7 separate regions of the Mus musculus genome follow, and all the other regions are linked to region 1. Evidence: chromatin contacts called from public Hi-C, HiChIP or PLAC-seq and promoter capture Hi-C data. All regions are on one chromosome and are shown on one strand. The core of a region is the stretch at or near the end of the contact, and the rest is flanking DNA. Distances in the headings are between cores, read along the strand shown.

Region 1 (2,739 bases), core at 225-2,724:
TGGGGGGAGAAAGGTACATTTAACTCCAAAATTAGAGAGCATGTGGGACAAAGCTCAGATCTCCCGGGCCCTGGCTGCCAGTTTACTCCAGCCTTTGCACAAGGCCGGTGCAAACTCCCAAGTTCAAAATTTAAAGGCAGCAGAGAGCATGTGTTATATATTTTCTCTCTGTGCTCTATAGGGGAAGCAGAAGCTGTAAACATTTGGAAACATCTGTCTGTGGCCAGCTTTTTATTTCCACACTTCTAAAAGAAAAAAATACTTCTAGTGCTGTGTACTAATGACAGAATCCGCAAGTCCTCGTTCCGATTTCATTAAATTCCCACCAAGCCATTGACCCTGGCATATCAGAAGAAATGGCAAGGGCTATTTCCAGTCATTTAAACTGTCATATTAAAAGAAAAAAAAAGGCAAAACATCAGCCTTATTCGGGTAGGTTGTAGATTGCTCTGGTCAACTAGTTGTTAGCTTGTCAACACTTGGATTCTTCGGATTTCTCCACACATCTGCTTCTACTAAAATGTATGTGTGTCAACAGAGAAAAGCCGTAAAGGCCACTCTCAATTGCTACGTGGTCACCTCCCACACAGAACCTATTGCATCCATTTCTTGTTATTTGCTAGTAACTTTTCCTGAAAGACTTCGGGTGGGTCGTTTGTTCAACTCCTCTGCCAGCTGGACCACCCCGCAGAGAACTGAGCGCCGCACAGCTTCCAGTGAGAGAATAACAGGCGCTTCCCCACTCTGCTCCAAACCAACCCGAGGTAACAGCTGAAGCATGACGACACTAAAATCAACCCTACTATCCATATCTCAAAGGGCTGCAACAGGAAATAAACTTTTTTATCTCTTAAGAGACAGTGAAAGGGAAAGGGGTCAGAAACAGAAATCTGCCTAGGTGGGCTGTGTTTAATCAATTTCCGCGCCTCGGTGCGTTCAGGGATCTGGGCGGCCTCTGGCAGCTTTAACCCTGAGCTAGCTTAGGGGCGACACTCACACCGGTTCCCCACCAGCAGGTGGCCGAGCCCACTTCCACAGGCCCGGGTGCAAATGTGGGAATATGTCCTCTTTTGCCCGGTGCCAAGGCTGCCACCGCATGACGCCCAGCACTTTGCAAACTCAGCGGTCCGAAACCTCAGCAAGCCGGATGAGGCTCTGCCGGTCGTCGGGTGCGGCCTCACCCTGCCCCGGTGCCGAGAAGTGCGAGCCCCGGGACCAGCCCTCCAGCTTGCGCCCGCCACCAGGTGCTTACCTGCGGAAAGGAGCCCTCCTGGCGCGGGCCCCGAGGGTAGTCCAAGTGACCCCTGTCCAGCATCAGGTAGAGTGAGAAGATTACGACGCAGAAGATCGCGCTGCCAAACACGGTGAACTGGCGACTTAACTTCATTTTCCTCGATGGACTCGGGGCCAGGACGCGGTCCTCACCCGAAGGAGGCAGAAGACTGAGGACTCCAGCCGGCGATCGCCGAGGGCTCCCTGCTCCCGGCCGCACACCCTTCGCGCGCTACGGCGCGGGTCCCGGCTGCGCTCCGCACCTCGTCTCCGGAGCCACCACGCGCCCTCGGCCTACGCCCTGGCCCGCTGCCCTCCCCAAGGCCGGCCGTCCCTGCAAGGCAGACTCCTGGAGAGCAAGGCAAAGGTCCCCACAAACTTGCTTTCCTGCAGGATAGCGCTACCCGGTAGGGCGGTCGGAGCAGTCAGAGGAGAGGTCTCTGCCCGACTTCCTGCCACGGGCCGGCACGACTGAGTCGGCAGGAAAAGTTTTCTCGACAAGGGCAGGCGTGTCCTCCGCGCCCAGAGAACGCGCGGGTTCCGCGGCTCCGGGGCCGAGTGTGCGGCGCTGGGAGCAAGGAGCGCGCGGAAGAAGGAACTGGACCTGGAGGCGCCGTGCCCCACAACTTAGCGCCGGGACACCCAGGCCCACCCCCGCCACACCGCCCCCGCGTGCCCGCCGAAGAACCCCTTCCTGCCGCGGCTACTGCGGGGGCCCGACCCGGGTGCACCCTGTGCGCCGGAGCGCTGCAATCCAGGACTTTCCTCGGCGTGTGCGTCCGATCCCCGGCCTCTCCCGGCCCCCGCCGCCCCTACCTTCCCCCTCGCGGGCCCGGGCTGCACGCGGAGGGCGCAGGGGGCGGGCAGCGCCGGGAGGAGGCAAGCCGAGGGAGGAGGAGAGGACCGTCCCCGGAGAGGAGCCCGCTCCAGCTGCAGCCGTGGAGCACCCCCTCCTTCCCGCCCCGAGAACGCGGAGATGGCGGCGGCAGCCGCGAAAGGAAGAGCCGGTTCCCCAGCGCCACTCGGCGCTCCTGTACCGCCCGCCACGAGCCGGAGGAGACGGCGGCGGCGGCAGCGGCGGCGGCGCAGCGGCCGTTGGGTCAATAGGCGCCCGCAGCCCTGGAGCTGGGCAGCCGGCTGGCCCCGCCCCCTCCCGACGCGCCGGGATGAGGGGGCGGGCCCCCTGGCGCCCAATCACAGCGCGCCGCCCGCCAGGCCCGCCCAGCGCCTGCCTCACTGGGCCCTGACAGTAGGAAGACCTCAAGAGGCTTCAGTGACAAGGGAGGCGGCTTTGCAGGAATTGAGGCCAGCAGAGAGGTGCCTCCAGGGCTCCAGCAGCCTAAGGTCCAGAGCGACAGTGGTTCATTCCCCAGATTCCATCCTCTTGTCGCGTCTTCTATCCTGGAACGCCCAGATCAGCCTGCCTTGGAAGGGTCTGTGCAGGGCTGGAAGGGGAGGTAGACAAGA
Region 2 (2,735 bases), core at 216-2,715, 650 kb after region 1:
GAAGTGGTATTAAAACAAAATTTGGGGCTGGGGCAGTTTCTGTCTAGCTTTGGTCTGAGACAATTGTGTGGAGCTGTGACCTGGTCCTGAGTTCCCGGAGCCATCATTACCATCTGAGGAGTAGCTGGGAATATGGGCCAGCACCCTTGTACCTGGCCTAAAGGAAAACCCAAACACATCCATGTTGTCTCCTGCTCTAAGTGTAGACATTATTGTAAAATGAAGGAAGTTGACTGGGGCATTCTTCATCCCAGAGAGCTGATTCTGGTGTCATGTTCTCCTCTTCTGCTAAGGGATTCTAGATTTTGTTTTAGAAGGTTTTATGAATCACATTCCTACATTAGCTGCTGTAGTACTATCAAGGGTCACACAGCATGTGTGTGACAGCTGTCCCACAAGTGTCAGTGGGACAGCTACACATTTAATTAAGGCTAAATGCAATGAAACCTTCCTCTCCTGCAATGTGACATACCTTCTTTCAGTTAAGGCTGTGTGACTTCAGCTTCCATTGTATTTTTACCTTTGAGATACCTACAAAGTAATGGCTCACATGGTGCAAGAGCAGTAACCACACACTCAGGGCACAGTCTACCATAGTAACCACACACTCAGGGCACAGTCTACCATAGTAACCACACACTCAGGGCACAGTCTACCATAGTAACCACACACTCAGGGCACAGTCTACCATGGTAACCACACACTCAGGGCACAGTCTACCATGATAACCACACACTCAGGGCACAGTCTACCATGGTAACCACACACTCAGGGCACAGTCTAACATGGTAACCACACACTCAGGGCACAGTCTACCATGGTAACCACACACTCAGGGCATAGTCTAACATAGTAACCACACACTAAGGGCACAGTCTAACATGGTAACCACACACTCAGGGCACAGTCTACCATAGTAACCACACACTCAGGGCACAGTCTACCATAGTAACCACACACTCAGGGCACAGTCTAACATAGTAACCACACACTCAGGGCACAGTCTAACATAGTAACCACGCAAGCAGGCCACAGTCTACCACAGTAGCCACACATGCAGGGCACAGTCTAACATAGTAACCACGCAAGCAGGCCACAGTCTACCACAGTAGCCACACATGCAGGGCACAGTCTACCATAGCAACCACATAAGCAGGTCATAGTCTACCATCGTAACCACACATGCAGAGCACCGTCTATCAAAATAACCATACATGCAGAATATAGTCTACCATAGTAACCACACATGTAGAGACCACAGTCCACTACAGTTTTTGTGTGGTCTTGATATCTGGTTACAATCTCTATTTTTCCTGGTTGTAATTTTATATTCTGCTGTATTTAGCTACCTCAAGTAGTCTGTGGACTAAGGCAAGAAGCAAATGTTAACAGTGGTTACAGCAAGACAAAGGCCTTGCAATGTGAAGCTTCATAAGGCCAGAGCTACCAAAGGTCTGACTAAGCACTGACGACAAAGGCTGAGTCACCACAGCTGCGCTATGGCCCCTGTTTCTCTCCTACCCGCAGCCATTGCACTGAACTGCCTTTCTTAGAAATGTTAAACTGAAGCTCTGAGCATCATCACTTTCACAACTCTACCCAATCAGCTAATGGATTCATGAACACTGGAACATTCCCATGTTTGCTAACCCCAAATCAAATTGCACGGCATGCTTGGCACACTGTCACTGCTGTTTCTGGCTCAGGGAAATGGGAAAAAAGCAATATTCCCACAGATCAGCCAAGAAGCCCATAAGAAATGGCACAATTAAATTAGGTTTTCATATTCCTATAAAAAGGAAAAAGCCAGAACTTAATGTGGGCAGACCAGGCTGGTTTTAGTCTCCATCTACCAGAGCCTTAAGTACTTGCACTAATTATCCCATCATCATAAAAGCATAGTATGACTTCCAAAATAGAAACAATTATGGTTTAATTCCATAGTGCAACTTTCTAAATTGTAATGAGCAACCACTAAATTAAAATGAGACCTCTAAATTGTATGCTGTCATCAAATGCTAGCAAGTATGTAGGCATTAATTTCTGTTGGTACGTACACTGGTGAAAAATCTGAATCTCCCTATCTGTATAATACACTATACCTGTATAATCTTACATTTCTTTAAAATACAGAAAACGCTCATGGGGTGTGCCTAAGAATTTTTGTGATGAAGTAAGTTTTTCTCATACTAACACAAGTATCCAAGTGAAAGACAACAGTAAATACTCACTGCATCATGCAGGAAAGCATGATCAAAGCCACAAAAGAGCCCAGGTTTACTTAATCTTATTAGATATCATACAAGAATCAAATCCTTGAAACAAGATAAAATAATAAGGAAATTGATTACAGTTAAATAAAGTCTATATAATTCTATTATACACAAAGCCAAAACAACAACAACAACAACAAAAAAACGTATCTCAGTGTTTTCATGCTGTCTGAATTCAGCTTAAGTCTTCTAAGCATAGTGAGCAGGCTACACGTCAGCAAACAATCTTCTCCTCACCTGCACGGGGGCCTGATCAATGACAGACATACTGAATGTTTTATGACCAATAAAAGGCTTATAAGATTAAAATATATAGATCTGTAGTAGTTGAACCTTGCTAACAATTTACAACACCAACATTTATAGATGAGTAATAGTTGAACACTGCTAACATAGGCTATATCTGAAAACCAATGATATAATTTTTGACAAATTTAAGTAACTATATACAAAAATATAGAG
Region 3 (2,700 bases), core at 159-2,658, 680 kb after region 1:
TCATTTCCTACAAAAGGGCATGAAGGGGCTATGCAATTATGCAGTAATTTAATTCACCATTACCTATTTAAATGTACTTTGTGGCCAAAAGGGAGGGCTGGGCAGCATTAATAATACTCTATTACTCACTACTTTTATGGAAACACTTTTGAGCCTTTTGTTTGTTTGTTCTGTTTTGTTTTGTTTTTCAACACAGGGATTCTGTGTGTGAGTGTTTCTTTTCTAGTGTGTGATACTCCGCAGATGCTGCACTCCTCAAATGCACCTTAGCCCTGGGGATATGGGTATTATTTAGTTAAGCTTCAACTTCAGTGGCATCTGTTTCTTCTCCTGAACTCCAGAATGCAGCAAAATCATCAAGGTTTTTTGCTTGGTCTAACTGAAAAGAATGTTACACTGACGAGATCCCCTGCTTTTAAGGATTGTGGTTTATAAATATTGATTATTACTGGCTTCAAAGCAAGTATGGGCAAATAAGCCTATTCTGCATATACCTATATAAATGTAAAGCAGGGTTTGCCTGTTTCTGTTTCTATTTCTAAAATAACTATTTATGAATCGAAATCATTACTTACAAGACTCCCTTGAATATTACTTCAATTACTATAAGTTTTTTGTTTGCTTGCTTGGTCGGTTGGCTGGTTTTTGAGATGGGGTCTTATTATGTAGCTCTGGCTGGCCTGAAACTTGCTATGTAGACCAAGGTGCTTCAAATTCACAAAAACCCTGTGCTCACACATGTCTCCAAGTGCTTGGACACACCCAACTAACTTCTTTGTTTTAACAGAAAAATAGTGTTAGGAACAAACACATTTCAAATTAATCAGGAAAAAAAAAATACCCACACACATTTTCAGTGAAAGTAAAATGGATTTAAATATTTGCACAATGCAAAGCCAGAAGATAAAGAAAGTGAAGTCCATCAAATGTGGCTCATCATTGCCTGCTCTCCTAAATACAGGACAGAATATATGTGCTTATTAACTGCAATGCACTGTTAACTAGTTAAAGGTAAGAAACTCCACTTATACTTACATTCCCAAGCACAAAGCAGTGTGCTCTTATAAATACACCAGACCTTCAATAAACATGAGTGGATTTTAATCTCATAGAGGAAAAGAAAGGGAAGCTATAAATAAGCTTCCAAACAGTTCTCTCCTTGAAGCTTCTGAAATGGAGTTTAAATGCCCAGCCCTCGGGAGGCAAGTCCTGACTTAAACACGGAGCTGACTAGAGCAGCAGAGTCAGTAACAAACACAGAGGTCTATCCTCAGCATGCTAGGGGCAGAGCACAACTGAAGGAACAAGAAAAGGAAATGGCTCTGAGGTGCCCAGTGGTCTCAGCCATAAGGAAGCTTCTGACACAAATGGAACTGCGGCAGAAATGCTGAGTCGTGCTCTGAGGGGATCTTATGATAAACAGGAAATGTATCTTACAGTGCTTTTATCATTTCTTCTTGCATCTTTTGCACGGAGTCCAGCAGCAGAGGAAGTGTGGTATCATAGTACTGGCTCTGATGGAGCTGTGCCCCCTTCAGTGCCAACACATACTGATTATGCAGCATATGAAGCTTCATTGTAGCTTTGTCATAGCGCTCCTTGGCCTTTTCTGTTTCCTTCCCTGAGGAAAACATGGAAGATAGCAGACAGCTAAGTTTTATCCTCACTATATGCAATCCCCACTGTGTTGTTATGTTATTTCCCACACTCAATGGAGAATCAAGTCGGCTGACTGTGTACTGTGTATAGAGTGCTATGCCAAGTACTAACGGTCAGTGCTCAGCACCGAGGTTCCTGTGCAGCCAGTGCTAGGTAAATCAACGTCAGAACACATAAGTGCACACATAAAATCCTTCTCAGCTCCAAGAGCTTACAGCAAACTGGAACAGCTGCTCACACGAGACTGTGGAAGCAGGAAAAGCATGCAAATGCTAACGTTTAAACTAGTGTCCAAGATGTCAATAAAGACAAGAGTAATCTTAGGAGGCTTTGAGAGAACAAATCTAAAAGATGCACATGTACATTAAAGAGTAACAAAGGCTGGGCCAGCACCCTGAGCAGACCCTTGGGCGCAAACTCTGCAGCCAGCCCCACAACACCCAGAGGTAGCTCCACTCCCAGGCATTCTAACATGCCTAGGATCAGAGAATCACAGGATCCCAGGAGTTTGGTCACACCAGGATCTCAAGGTCCCAAAGGCAGCTTGATTCCCAGGAGCTCTGACACACCCAGAAACTCGGGATCACAGGATCCCAGAATCACAAGATCATAGAGACAGCTTGACTCAGAGAACCAGAATCACAGGAAGGACAGGCTCCAGTCAGACATAGCCAGGGCAGGTAGCACTAGAGATAGCGAGATGGTGGGAGGCAAGCATAAGAACATAAGCAACAGAAACCAAGGTTACTTGGAATCATCCGAACCCAATTCTCCCACCATAGCAAGTCCTGGATACCCCAACACACTGGAAAAGCAAAATCCAGATCTAAAATCACTTCTCATGATGATGACAGTGGACATTAAAAAGGACATAAATAACTCCCTTAAAGAAATACAGGAGAATACAAGTAAACAGCTAGAAGCCCTTAAAGAGGAAACAAAAAAATCCCTTAAAGGGTTACAGGAAAAGAACAATCAAACAAGCAAAGGAAAGGAACAAAACCATCCAGGATCTAAAACTGGAACTAGAAACTATAAAGA
Region 4 (2,700 bases), core at 160-2,659, 920 kb after region 1:
TCTCTCTCTCTCTCTCTCTCTCTCTCTCTCTCTCTCTCTCTCATGTTCCATCTCCTATTTCCTGTCTCAGCTCATTGGCCATAGTCTTTTTTATTGACAAGTTGGGCTTCCATAAAGTAAATAATAGGTTCTCTGTACCTATAGCCTCAGTTGGCAAGAAAAGCACTAGTCTGGGGAGTGGAGGGATTGGTTCTTTTTAAATATTTTTAAATCCTTCAAAGTTAGCATACTTACCTGGGGACTATACATGAAGGTTTGATGGAAACTCCAATTTCATACTAGTCCCTTCTGGTGAACAGCTTCAGGAATCAATCCCTGGATTTTCAAGTAGAAATATATCTATTCCCCAAGTTCAGTCTACTTCATAGATGGTACTAGAGTTATCTTTTCAGAAGGGGACTGTTAAGGTAACCTTGAACAGTTCCATTAGGGAGAGCTCATTTCTCCTGCTCAAAAATCTGCCCTTATCTTCAGGTGGACGCCTAACATTCAACCTTCTCAAAGTACAAGGGTTAATCCAGCTGGGCCTGTCCGTCATCTGTGCAGGGCCCACTCTCCCAAGTCCCACAGCCAGTGATGGGGCAGCGCTGGATAGACGTCCTCTCTAGTGACCCCGGGGCCAGCCCTCCCAGTTACTACAGGTCACGGTGAGGGGGAGGGGAAAGAGCATCACAACGCACCCATGCCATCTCACCGCAGACAAGTGCCCTCACCCTTGGGGCTGGTTCACCTGCAATCCCTCCACCAGGGCCAGCTCTACTGTGCTGACTGGCGAGGCTCAGGGCCCATTCTCCCGAGAGCCGCCAGCAATGAGAGATGGAGCCAGCTCTCCAGAACAAAACATCCAGTGAGGGACGAGGCCATTCTCTCTGGCACCCCTGGCACCTCTTGAAACTTTCCCAGGTTCTCAATGCACATAGTGGTCAAGGCTCTAGACCCAACACAGGGAACAACAGCACATAGGGATCTTCTCTCTATGCTGTATGGTCTCCATAGATGGCCTGCCTGCCGAAATCTGCTTTGAACAGATCTTCTTCAGTTTCACTAATCTCTTCACTGTGAGAGTGAAGGGAGTTGGTTAGCGGCAAGGGGTAGGATTTTCCCCTTTATCACTATATACTTTAGCCCCTACTCTTGCCAGAAAGGTAGTGGTAAGTCCCCAAGCTTAGACCCTTGTTACTAAATTTCAAAGTCTGGGCCTTTAAGTAGACAGAGCAGGACCTAACATCTTTTGTGGTAACAGCAAGAGAGTCTCTCAAATCCCACAAAGATGTAGTCATCTTTCCTAGTATAACAAACATCTGATCTTTGTGAGTTTCATAACCAATTGCAGATGCAGCTGGGGGTTTTCCACTACATTCTTCGAGATTCTCCCTGTCAACTTTTTAGCAAGTGATGTCATCACTAAGGGCCTCCAGGGAGCAGAGGGATTGCATGTGTCTTGAGTCTGTGTCCAGATTACAATGGTGTATATAAATCACATTACAGTATTTGAAAATATGTGACTCGTTATTTTCTTTGGACCACTGAAGTGCAGCATTTAAAAAGTCCAAATTAAAATTTTTGGTTTATTTCCCAGACTAGAGCTCATTGTATCCAGAGATTTATGAGTTCCTTCAGAGAGATAAGACCCAACTTCATTCCACTCATAAGAAGAAAAATAACCACTGTAGATACCCCGTGGCTTCTATCTCCTGTAGCAAGCTTCCTGTCTCCAAATTCCTAAGGATTGAGAGGACAAATAAACAGAGGATCTTGGGTGGACAGGGGAGAATATCACAGCAGGATGGGGAACATGCTTCACCAGACAACTGAAAAATAAAAATAAAAAAGAGGGAATAGAAACAAAATCTCCCAGATAGTGTTTGATGTTTTCATACGTAATACAAATATGAAGAACATGTTAGTGGCATGTATCATGAATCAGTTTAAGGCATTATTGTCACAGGCACTTGACTGCAGTAAGAACTACAATGTACATTTATAATGAGTAAATGTCATCTTTTGTGCTGTCCACCAAGTCCTCTTAAGAGATCCCTGTGAGAAGGGGAGGGACCCCAAATGGCATGATCAAGGTGGGACATAAAATCACAGCAGGACAAGTCACCAGTGTTTAAGAGGGGTTAGCGTGCTTGGCCTTGATCTGAACAAAATAAAGTGAATGAAACTTCCCAGGAAATATTTCTGGAGTACACTGAGGCCAACTGTTTGGTTGGACAATACTCTAGTCAAGTGTTGCGCTAGAACACATGAGACGGGTACACAGATCTGAGTCTAGTGAGACAATCTAGGCAGTGCTTGGAGCAGGATTTAAGTATCAGAAGCAAAGCATTGATTACTCTCCATTGTTGAATTTTCAAGGTGTCAATCAACTCCTAACAATGGTAATGGTTTTTTTTTTAATTTAACATTAAGTTTATTTATTTATTTGTTTATTTATTTGTTTGTTTATTATTTGTGTGCATGTGTTGGATGCGGGCGAGTGTGTGGGAGTTCAGAGGACAGTTTATGGCAGTCCACTTTTCTCCTTCCATAGCGTGGATCCTGGGAATTGAACTCTGGCCAGCTGCCTTGGCAGTGAGTGCTTTTACCCACGGAGCCACCTTGCAGGCCCCAAAGTAGCTTTTATTCTGGTGCCTGCGCTCCACTTCCACTCCACAGCAAAGCAGAGTAGGATCTGAAGAGTTGTAACAGTCTACC
Region 5 (2,705 bases), core at 195-2,694, 790 kb after region 1:
TTTGTCCTTCAGGAAGCTGGAGAATCCAAGATCGGGATGCTATCTGATCTAGTTCCTGGGGAGGGCTGTCTTTCGCACTTGCGCTGAGTGTCCTCTCATAGTACCTTCAGTGGGACAGAGAGACAGTATGAGCTCTATAGCCCTTTCTTAGAAGGGCAGTAATTCCACAATGAGGGCCCTCCCTTCATGGTCATGTGCAAACCCGATCACCTCCCAAGTCCCATCTCTATAGACCATTCTTTTGATAGGAGGAGCTTTAGCACATTTGAAGGAATGGGAACAGCAGGAGCAAGTATTTAGTCTATTAACAAATGTTTCAAGAGAAAAATAGAATAGAAAATTAAAATGCATTTAATATATATATATATATATATATACATGCTACATATGCGTTAGTACATAAAGGGAGACATCGAGATGACAAAGTGTTAGCTGTCACCTCTATGTCATCAGATGATTATTGTTTCTTTATTTTCCATATTCATGTAGATATACATGAAGAATATAAGTTATTTATAACAGTCATATTCTTGTTTGTTTGTGTTTTGGTTTTGTTTGTTTGTTTGTTTATCAAGGCAGGTTTTTTTTTTTTTCTGTGTAGCTTTGGCTGTCCTGGAACTCACTTTATAGACCAGGTTGACCTCAAACTCTGAGATCTGCTTGCCTCTGCCTCCCAAGTTCTGGGATTAAAGGTGTGTGCCACTACTGCCCGGCCAACTGTGTGATTCATTTTTAGAACTGGGACTACAAAAGACACAGTACGGTGGCATAATCAGCCAAGTAGTCTCTTTGTATATCTGCATATACACTGGTTTGTGGCAGGGTTTCATCTGTTTCAGGATGAATTTTAATCCCTGATCTTCCTGCCTCCACATCCTGAGAGCTGGGATGGCGAGTGTGCCCAAGGCACCGCGCCCAACTAAAAAGCCTTAAAGGTACGTTCTGAACCGTTTTTTTTTACACGGCGCTCAGTTGAATAGCTGGCGCTTGACTCTGTAAAAGATGCAGTGGCCTTTGACACTAGCCCCAGTGACACACCTGACAAGCCTTTTGGGTGCAAGGGTGTAGTACTTTTGGGGAGTTAGACAGGAAAATCAAAATCTAAGGATCGGAAAAGAGGGCTTCCAGGATGCCCTCTCCAGTAGGTAGGGTGACTAACCACCTCAGTTTGCCTGGAACTAAGAACTGAAGTTAATGTGTGGTGTTTTCAAGAGCTTAAAATCAGAGAGGCCCCAGGCGGGGCGGGTGGGTGGGTCTTCTCCGTTTCAGTTCCAAAAGCACAAGACCTGGAACATTGAAGTGTGACTCAGGGGGCTGAAAAACATCCAATTGCTTGCTTTGTTTTGTTTTGTTTTCTTCTGAGAACCTCTCTTGGAGCCTCTGAACTGCACACACTTTTCGGCCAGTAGCCAGGGAAGCAGAGAGGCTCAAGGGGGCTGGGTGGGGAGCGATATCAGGAAGCCTTTAGGAAGCAAAGAGGCTAGAAAAATCCAGAAGGGAGGAACTTTGTTGTCTAGAGGTATCTCCTGCAGAAACTTAGCGACTGGGGAAAAAAAATGTAAAAAACAATAAGGATTTGGTCTTTTCATGACTTAAACTCTGTTCATCCTTGTCCTCATTTTCTGTTTTAAAAAACTGTTGCCATGACAACACCATGAACTGAGGTTCAACCTCCTTAATGTTTGCTGGTCTTGATATGTTATTTTAAACTGCAAGGCTTTCTTTCAAAAGTCTTGATATTTTGTCTCTCAGTCTCTTTAGAAATCATTGCATGACTTTATGGTGCTTATTTCTGATTTGAACACTGAAGGCATATTCAAAAATAAAAGTTCTCTAGGAATTCTACCATATGCCCCATGTCTCAGGTATATAGAGATAATCTATACATAATTATTATGGAAATATGCTATGTCTTTTCATGTACACAACAACTGCATTCTGTAGTTTGTTATACACTGTTCTATTCTTTTTCACTGGATGTCATTATCAAAAAGGTCAAGGAAAAAAATTAAACCATGAAGAGCCTCGTACAGCTAATGATAAAATGCAATCAGAAGTGTTTAAAAATGTGGAGTATATTTTAAAAAGTGAAACGTTAACATGTTTTCTAATCCTGAGTGTTCCTGGAGAAAAACATATTTAATATTCGAATTTAGGGCTCCGATTCAAGCAGGCATATTGAATATCACACAAACTACACTGCATAGACAGCCAAACTCAGACTCTAAAGCCTGTAAGCTAATGAGATGCATCTTTGATTTCCTTAATTAGCATGTGAATGCACAGACTTAAGCATCTTAATGCTTTTGTGTTTGTTGAGTGAATCAGTTATTCATTAATAATGGCAGAGAATAGGCTTGAGAAATTAGCCAGGATTATGTCTTTCTCTCTGTTTCTGGCATTCCTTCCCTTCCCTTTCATGTAGACCACATGTTGGTTTGATCAGATGAAGAATGTGCCAGAAAGAAAACTATCTAAAATATTTAGGCAGACTGGTTCATAGGCTGCCTACAAATCATCGTGTCTGAAATTCGGCATTGAAGTAGCTGAGAGCTATGTGGACCGCCTCGAGGGCACCGAGGACTACTCTGCTGCTGCGAGGGGACATCCTCTGGGGACCTGAAAAGATGGCTGCCTGATGTGCAGAGGTAGGCACGGACTGGAGTGGGTCCTAGAGTTAGGAAGAAAACTCCAGAACAAACAAA
Region 6 (2,700 bases), core at 161-2,660, 600 kb after region 1:
ACATCCTCTCAGATAAATACTAATGTGTTACATTTCTGTGTTTGTTAGTAAAATGAAAAGATCAAGCATTTATTTATATGCTTGATAAGAATTTTTCAGATCCTAGTCTCCTATATTTTCAGCAGCTTAGTCAATGCCCCACTGTTTAATTTTTTAAATCTTAATCCCCAAGCACACTTGCAAACTGCCCATGCCACTGCTTAGCTGTAGTGGGGCATTTCATCCCATTCCATACTTCTGATATTTTATACTTCTGATGCACATTTTCATACTTTTTTATTTGTTATCAATTCGAACAGTTGAATAGTTTTTATAATTGAGCACACCCTCATTTCCCTTTCCATATTCTCCAGAGCTCTCCCTCTACAAACTTTAACTCTCCACAAAGAGTTTATGAAAGAGCTACTAGCAGCACAGCTGTATACAATGGGCGATCAATGAATCCTTGCTGATCACATCAAACAACAACAACAAAAAACAACAACAACAAAAAAAGGAAAGTAAAAAGAGAACAGAAAGGGGAGAGGAAGGGAGGGCAGGAGACGGAGAGAAGGTGACAGGACAGAAAGAATAGTCTCCAGAGGTGAATGAATGTGGGGATGTAGGGGTGTGTGTGCGTGTGTGTGTGTGTGTGTGTGTGTGTGTGTGTGTGTGTGAGAGAGAGAGAGAGAGAGAGAGAGAGAGAGAGAGAGAGAGAGAGAGCGCTTGCCTAGAGCAGCCTCTTCATGCTAGGTCAAAATTATACCATTTTTAGAAGGATGCATGTTAGCAGATGTAGAAGGACTTGAAAGTGGATTTTTATTCTTCCATTTGTCTTCTGATCCTCTGTGACCTTGATTCTGCTATTAAAACTCTGAAGTGTCTGAAGTCAAATGTTTCTGACAGACTCCAGATGGATAACTTCAATATTTCCTCTGTTCTTAACTTGGGAATTCCACAAGGCTTTGAAAGACTAGTCTATCTGATATGCTGAAGAAGCTGCTAAGAATGACTGTCCTGTCAAAAGTTTTTCTGTCACAGGGTGACAAAAGTTAATTTACTACCTTACATATATTTCATTACCTAGAATTATATGAATCATCTGTCCAGATTTTAGTCAAAACTCAACTCAATTAAGAATTAAACAGATTTTAATTTGGGCTAGAGCAGAAGCTGAGAGAGATTTAAAGGAGGTGAACAGCAAGGTGCCAGCAGGATCCCTGAAAAAGCAGCAACTGTGACAATATGATGTCATAGCGGAGGGACAAGCCTCTCTCGGAGGGGCATCAGTGCTGAAGTCTGTGCTGGAGCTAGCGATTCCTTCCTCAGGAACGTTCACTGAAGTGCTCCGTCACCTCAAGCATTGCTCTGTGCAAACTGCCAGCATCCCAGCATCAACTCAATGACCTCATCCAGGAACACTGGCTGAAGAGTCAGTGCTAAGGAATGCAGCGGGGCTACGACGCCCAGGCTTGCCATCACTAGTCCCAGGAGGAGAAGGCAGTTCATGGGCATGTTAATAGCAGTGGTAAAGAAGCACGGAAGCAGTCAGCTTGTTCTATGCGTGTTCTACCACACTGACACCATTCTGAGTGACGAAAAGAGTGACGGGAATTCGGAAAGTGTATTATTGCAAAAGTGGGCTATATTAGACAAGAGAACTAAGGTATGCTCAAAGTGTGTGCTGCATAGACATGAGGAGCATTTCAATGAGGAAAGAATATTCAGTTTGGCTTTCTTAGTCAAAAATATATCAAACATCGTTCAAATTTCTAATTCTAAAATTATTTAACTTTCTATATATCCTGTTCTAAAACTACTTTTGAATGACTATCACAAGCATACAACTCCCAAGATTAAAAAAAAAAAACATAATCTTCATGCAGAATACTATTTTAAGTATATTTCTTTAAAATTCTCATGAGACTGTGAAAATCAATTTTGGAACATCAACTTCTCCAAAAAGCCATAAAATAGGTATTTCTGCTTCATTGATTCTTTATCATTAGGATACCGTGAAGGAATTAAAGTTTAAAGAGATCACCATTTATTTATACATCAAATGACTATCAGGCTATTTTCTGATAAAGGTGATTCCCACCCCACTTCCTATCTTTCCAAGGTTAAATGGATGTAAGCTTGCTACACTCGGGTAGCCTGACCCATGGAGCCCAGGTAATGAAGAGACCACACAGGTGTGGAGAGCTTATTCCTTTTCACACAGGTCAGTCTGCATGGATGGCCCTTCAGCATCATGGCATCAGGACCACCCACAGGGTGCTGAGACTTTTCAGCACCACTCCCATAGTCCCTCAGTCTGTTGGCCTGCAGTGGGGCCAGAACAGTAAATAAGGTGGTGTCACAGGTCACTAAGCTAGGGGGTCACAAATTTATCTCAGCAGCACCCCATCATTATCTAAGTCCCAAACTGATCTTATGCCTTCTTTCGTCATTTCAATGTCACTGGTTATCAATACACTGAATGGTTTCTATAAGAAAGCCACAATTACCTGTACAAAATACAAATTTGATCATAATTCTTCTCAGAATAAAACCTTTCAGAGTTGTCTATCACCCTCAATACAGAGATCGAACCCTTGTACATAAAATAACAATCATATGTCACTCCTAACCTCACTTCCTGCATATACTATTGCCCTAACGGATGACCACAAAGTGCGACAGTCTAAAGCGGCACAGACTAGTTACCTTACAATTCTG
Region 7 (2,700 bases), core at 183-2,682, 890 kb after region 1:
TTTTTTTTTTGAGACAAGCTCTTACTGTGTAGCCCTGGTTCTTCTAGAACTCACTGGATAGACTAGGCTGCCTCTGGAGGATTGGAATTAAAGGTGTGCACCACTATGCCTGACTAGCCTATGATTTTTTTAACTTTTAGTAATATATTTTAAAACCTTGTTTTCTTGTGATGCTAAACTCTTACTTATTAAACATGGTTGTGTGTGTGTGTTTTAAAGGGATTGGGAGGGGAATATATATATATATATTCAGGCTCAGCTCGTTTTGTTTTAATTCCTAACTTTATTTTTTTAAAGGTTCTACATCAAGACTTTTACAAATGACAGCTCAATGTCACAGGAGGAAAAATATAATCACGGCTCACTCTGTACTCCAATCCCTACACTGATTCCCACCAGCCCTCAGCAAGGACAACAGAGAGGGAATTTTGAAGATCCCGCATCATGTTACCCTCTGGATTCAGTTGCTGTGAACAAAGCTGATTGTGGTAGGAATCCTGGCTAAACAGAAGCTCTGAGTGACTTCGATTTCCCCGTACCTAGCTTCCATGGCTAGGCCCTTTTGTTACCTAGAAATGACTAAAGCATTTCAATGGGGATTGCTATTCTTAAGCAGACCACTGGGAAAGAAGCAGGGCCTCAAGGAAGAGAACGACGTTTCCCAAGTGGATCAATCACAAAGTGCACGATATCTTGAGAAGAAGGGGTACAGCATAAGCTACATCATGCTTTGGGGGCAGGATTTTAAAGAATCAGATGTGAAAGGGCCTCTCAAATATATATATATGAGAATTCATATACACACACACACACAAACACACACACGTCAAGAGAGAAACAGACTATCCAACTCATAAAAATGGGTAGTCAAATTTAAATTAAATATAATAGAAGATTGGTGATACACACACACATATAATTCATATATATATGTAGATGTATATATATATATATATATGTATGTATATATATATATATATGTAGATGTATATATATGAATTCAGGTCCTGAGAGAAGTATAATAACTAAATATAGGACAAAGGAGAGCCATTTCACATACTCTTTCAGTAGAAATACAGCAAAAAGAAAAAAAGAAAAAAAAAGGAAGCAAAGGAAAAATGTTTCAGAGGAACTTGGGGCTTGCAAAGTGGGTCAAGTGTAAAGAATATTAATTCTAATATGCAAGGCAAGCAGTCAAGGGTGAAGGACTGGAGACTGTTAATCCATCCTTTCTAGGCCAGACTGAGCACCACCCAAATCATGCCAGGAAAGGTTTAACTTGGGGCCATGAACTTAGAGGGAAATTGAGTAACGCCTATAAATTCTATTTACTCCCCTTTCCAGATCGTTAAAGACATTAAACTAGACCCAAGCCAACACAGACCCTTGCACAGCCCACGACACACGGCCCTAGAGTCAATCATGCTGCGATGAATCACTGGCCCGTTGCTCATAATCACCCAAGCATCCTAAATATGACTATAAATAGATTCTTACACAAGCCTGGTTTTTATTAATGTTGCAAACAGGATTGGGAGGTCCCAGACAGAGATCCATTTTCTCCTGTACTCATTCATTGCAAAGCATCTCCCTTCTTGGGAGTATCCCTGATAGGATGTGCCCTCTCTCTGCAGATGAATGTTATGCGGTGGGCATACCTCCGCCTTGCTCCAGACATTTATAACTTTGCTTTTTCAATAGCTGCACTGTATCCTTTTCATCTGTTGACCTAAGAACAAGCAGATTATGGTATCCCCACTCACAATTTGTAAAAGAAAAGCATGTGGTTTGTTCTTCGCTTACTTCTTTGCTCCTGGCTTCGCTTTCAGCAGGACCCCTAGTTTCCACCCAGGGCCACTGGGTAAGTTTCTTTAACACCATTTAAGACCTTCCAGACTTTGCTGTATACAATATATATCCATTCTATACTACAAATTGAAATTTTCTTATCCTAAATTTTACAATTTTTTTCTTTTCTATAGACCTTATTTACATCATAGATCTGAAAGGTATTTTGGATCCCTTTAAAGTCACATATCTCTGATTTTACGACTTATATCTTTCCAGGACTATGTTATTTTCAGCTCTTTATTTCTCCATCACTTAGTAATAAAACACAGTGTGTGCACAGTGGAGGATCAAGCCGTTCTCTAAGATGTTTTCTTCTGATGATACAAAACAGGGAAACAAGCTTCATTAAATGAATCACAAAATGGTGCAACGGTACAGTGTGTGATTAGCATCCAAACAAAAACCGACATGGTCCTAAGGGAAAAGTGCTAGCGTGTGATATGAAACCTGAACTCAGGGAGTTCACTCTCAGGTCTGCAGCGCTCAGGTGGCACTGTGAACTCAGGATACTTTCCCAGGCCTCGCCTCTAAATTCATGCTTTTGGTTTTTGTTCTTATTAATTATTTATGCTCCTTATATCCTAATTGCATCTTCCCTTCCCTCCCCTCCTCCCAGTCCCTCTCTCCTGCCTCCTCCCCTTCTCCAGGGGAGCCCTCCCATGGATATCAACCAGCCTTGGCACACCAAGTTGCAATAAGACTAGGCACATCTTTTGTTGAGAGTAAACAAGGCAGCCCAGTTAGGAGAAAGGGATCCAAAGGCAGGCAGTGTAATCAGAGACAGCCCCTGCTACTTGCTCAACTATGTTCATAGCAGCTTTATTCATAATAGCCAGAAACTGGAAACAA

The links. Promoter capture Hi-C pulls out the DNA fragments that hold promoters and counts their contacts. HiChIP or PLAC-seq counts read pairs in DNA pulled down with a chosen protein or histone mark. Hi-C and Micro-C count contacts between places; a contact is called where the count stands out from the background.
Region 2: an H3K27ac HiChIP or PLAC-seq map of the NIH/3T3 cell line shows a contact between it and region 1, with 9 times the contacts expected there. The contact joins the enhancer-like site here to the promoter of Man2a1 in region 1. A contact is called at or near these places in 12 of 39 promoter capture datasets (the 3T3-L1 cell line, 3T3-L1-derived adipocytes, the C10 cell line and 8 more), 12 of 484 Hi-C or Micro-C datasets (the MC3T3-E1 cell line, the N1E-115 cell line, adipose-derived mesenchymal stem cells and 7 more), 10 of 115 datasets of contacts at active chromatin or transcription factors (the NIH/3T3 cell line, T-cell acute lymphoblastic leukemia, astrocytes and 7 more) and 1 of 9 other capture datasets (embryonic stem cells).
Region 3: a promoter capture Hi-C map of HPC-7-derived erythroid cells shows a contact between it and region 1, with 3 times the contacts expected there. The contact joins the enhancer-like site here to the promoter of Man2a1 in region 1. A contact is called at or near these places in 3 of 39 promoter capture datasets (HPC-7-derived erythroid cells, hippocampal neurons and pre-B cells) and 3 of 115 datasets of contacts at active chromatin or transcription factors (astrocytes, embryonic forebrain and forebrain).
Region 4: a contact with region 1 is called in an H3K27ac HiChIP or PLAC-seq map of the NIH/3T3 cell line, with 12 times the contacts expected there. The contact joins the enhancer-like site here to the promoter of Man2a1 in region 1. A contact is called at or near these places in 3 of 39 promoter capture datasets (the 3T3-L1 cell line, 3T3-L1-derived adipocytes and hippocampal neurons), 1 of 15 datasets of contacts at CTCF or cohesin (the NIH/3T3 cell line) and 4 of 115 datasets of contacts at active chromatin or transcription factors (the NIH/3T3 cell line, embryonic forebrain, fibro-adipogenic progenitors and 1 more).
Region 5: a contact with region 1 is called in an H3K27ac HiChIP or PLAC-seq map of neural progenitor cells, with 8 times the contacts expected there. The contact joins the enhancer-like site here to the promoter of Man2a1 in region 1. A contact is called at or near these places in 4 of 39 promoter capture datasets (the 3T3-L1 cell line, 3T3-L1-derived adipocytes, hippocampal neurons and 1 more), 1 of 15 datasets of contacts at CTCF or cohesin (the NIH/3T3 cell line), 8 of 484 Hi-C or Micro-C datasets (the N1E-115 cell line, cerebellum, cerebral cortex and 3 more) and 8 of 115 datasets of contacts at active chromatin or transcription factors (the NIH/3T3 cell line, T-cell acute lymphoblastic leukemia, astrocytes and 5 more).
Region 6: a contact with region 1 is called in a CTCF HiChIP or PLAC-seq map of the NIH/3T3 cell line, with 5 read pairs. The contact joins the enhancer-like site here to the promoter of Man2a1 in region 1. A contact is called at or near these places in 4 of 39 promoter capture datasets (the 3T3-L1 cell line, hippocampal neurons, maxillary cranial neural crest and 1 more), 1 of 15 datasets of contacts at CTCF or cohesin (the NIH/3T3 cell line) and 3 of 115 datasets of contacts at active chromatin or transcription factors (T-cell acute lymphoblastic leukemia, embryonic stem cells and neural tube).
Region 7: a contact with region 1 is called in a Hi-C map of embryonic fibroblasts, with 3 times the contacts expected there. The contact joins the enhancer-like site here to the promoter of Man2a1 in region 1. A contact is called at or near these places in 4 of 39 promoter capture datasets (the 3T3-L1 cell line, hippocampal neurons and liver), 3 of 484 Hi-C or Micro-C datasets (the N1E-115 cell line, cortical neurons and embryonic fibroblasts) and 4 of 115 datasets of contacts at active chromatin or transcription factors (embryonic forebrain, forebrain, neural tube and 1 more).

The regions. Positions count from the first base shown.
Region 1 is chr17:64,600,384-64,603,122 of GRCm38.p6, reverse strand. It overlaps Man2a1 (mannosidase 2, alpha 1), which reads right to left and starts at 1,474. Exons shown (of 22, transcript NM_008549.2): 1 at 1,253-1,474. The coding sequence starts at 1,387.
Region 2 is chr17:63,947,816-63,950,550 of GRCm38.p6, reverse strand. The region is part of intron 9 of Fer (fer (fms/fps related) protein kinase); the gene reads right to left. Among named protein-coding and RNA genes, the nearest start is that of Gm52300, 21 kb to the left of the region's middle. Within about 2 kb of position 1,465, at least 54 of the 459 cell types and tissues checked have an H3K27ac peak or open chromatin away from gene starts, as enhancers often do. A contact at or near this core is called in the NIH/3T3 cell line, adipose-derived mesenchymal stem cells, embryonic fibroblasts and 1 more, where this site is marked.
Region 3 is chr17:63,920,534-63,923,233 of GRCm38.p6, reverse strand. It overlaps Fer (fer (fms/fps related) protein kinase), which reads right to left. Exons shown (of 19, transcript NM_001037997.3): 5 at 1,438-1,621. Among named protein-coding and RNA genes, the nearest start is that of Gm52300, 48 kb to the left of the region's middle. Within about 2 kb of position 1,408, at least 27 of the 459 cell types and tissues checked have an H3K27ac peak or open chromatin away from gene starts, as enhancers often do.
Region 4 is chr17:63,677,145-63,679,844 of GRCm38.p6, reverse strand. No RefSeq gene overlaps it. Among named protein-coding and RNA genes, the nearest start is that of Fbxl17, 180 kb to the right of the region's middle. Within about 2 kb of position 1,409, at least 51 of the 459 cell types and tissues checked have an H3K27ac peak or open chromatin away from gene starts, as enhancers often do. A contact at or near this core is called in the NIH/3T3 cell line, where this site is marked.
Region 5 is chr17:63,807,635-63,810,339 of GRCm38.p6, reverse strand. No RefSeq gene overlaps it. Among named protein-coding and RNA genes, the nearest start is that of Fer, 55 kb to the left of the region's middle. Within about 2 kb of position 1,444, at least 26 of the 459 cell types and tissues checked have an H3K27ac peak or open chromatin away from gene starts, as enhancers often do. A contact at or near this core is called in astrocytes, fibro-adipogenic progenitors, neural progenitor cells and 1 more, where this site is marked.
Region 6 is chr17:64,002,356-64,005,055 of GRCm38.p6, reverse strand. The region is part of intron 12 of Fer (fer (fms/fps related) protein kinase); the gene reads right to left. Among named protein-coding and RNA genes, the nearest start is that of Gm52300, 34 kb to the right of the region's middle. Within about 2 kb of position 1,410, at least 83 of the 459 cell types and tissues checked have an H3K27ac peak or open chromatin away from gene starts, as enhancers often do. A contact at or near this core is called in the NIH/3T3 cell line, where this site is marked.
Region 7 is chr17:63,711,798-63,714,497 of GRCm38.p6, reverse strand. No RefSeq gene overlaps it. Among named protein-coding and RNA genes, the nearest start is that of Fer, 150 kb to the left of the region's middle. Within about 2 kb of position 1,432, at least 45 of the 459 cell types and tissues checked have an H3K27ac peak or open chromatin away from gene starts, as enhancers often do. A contact at or near this core is called in embryonic fibroblasts, where this site is marked.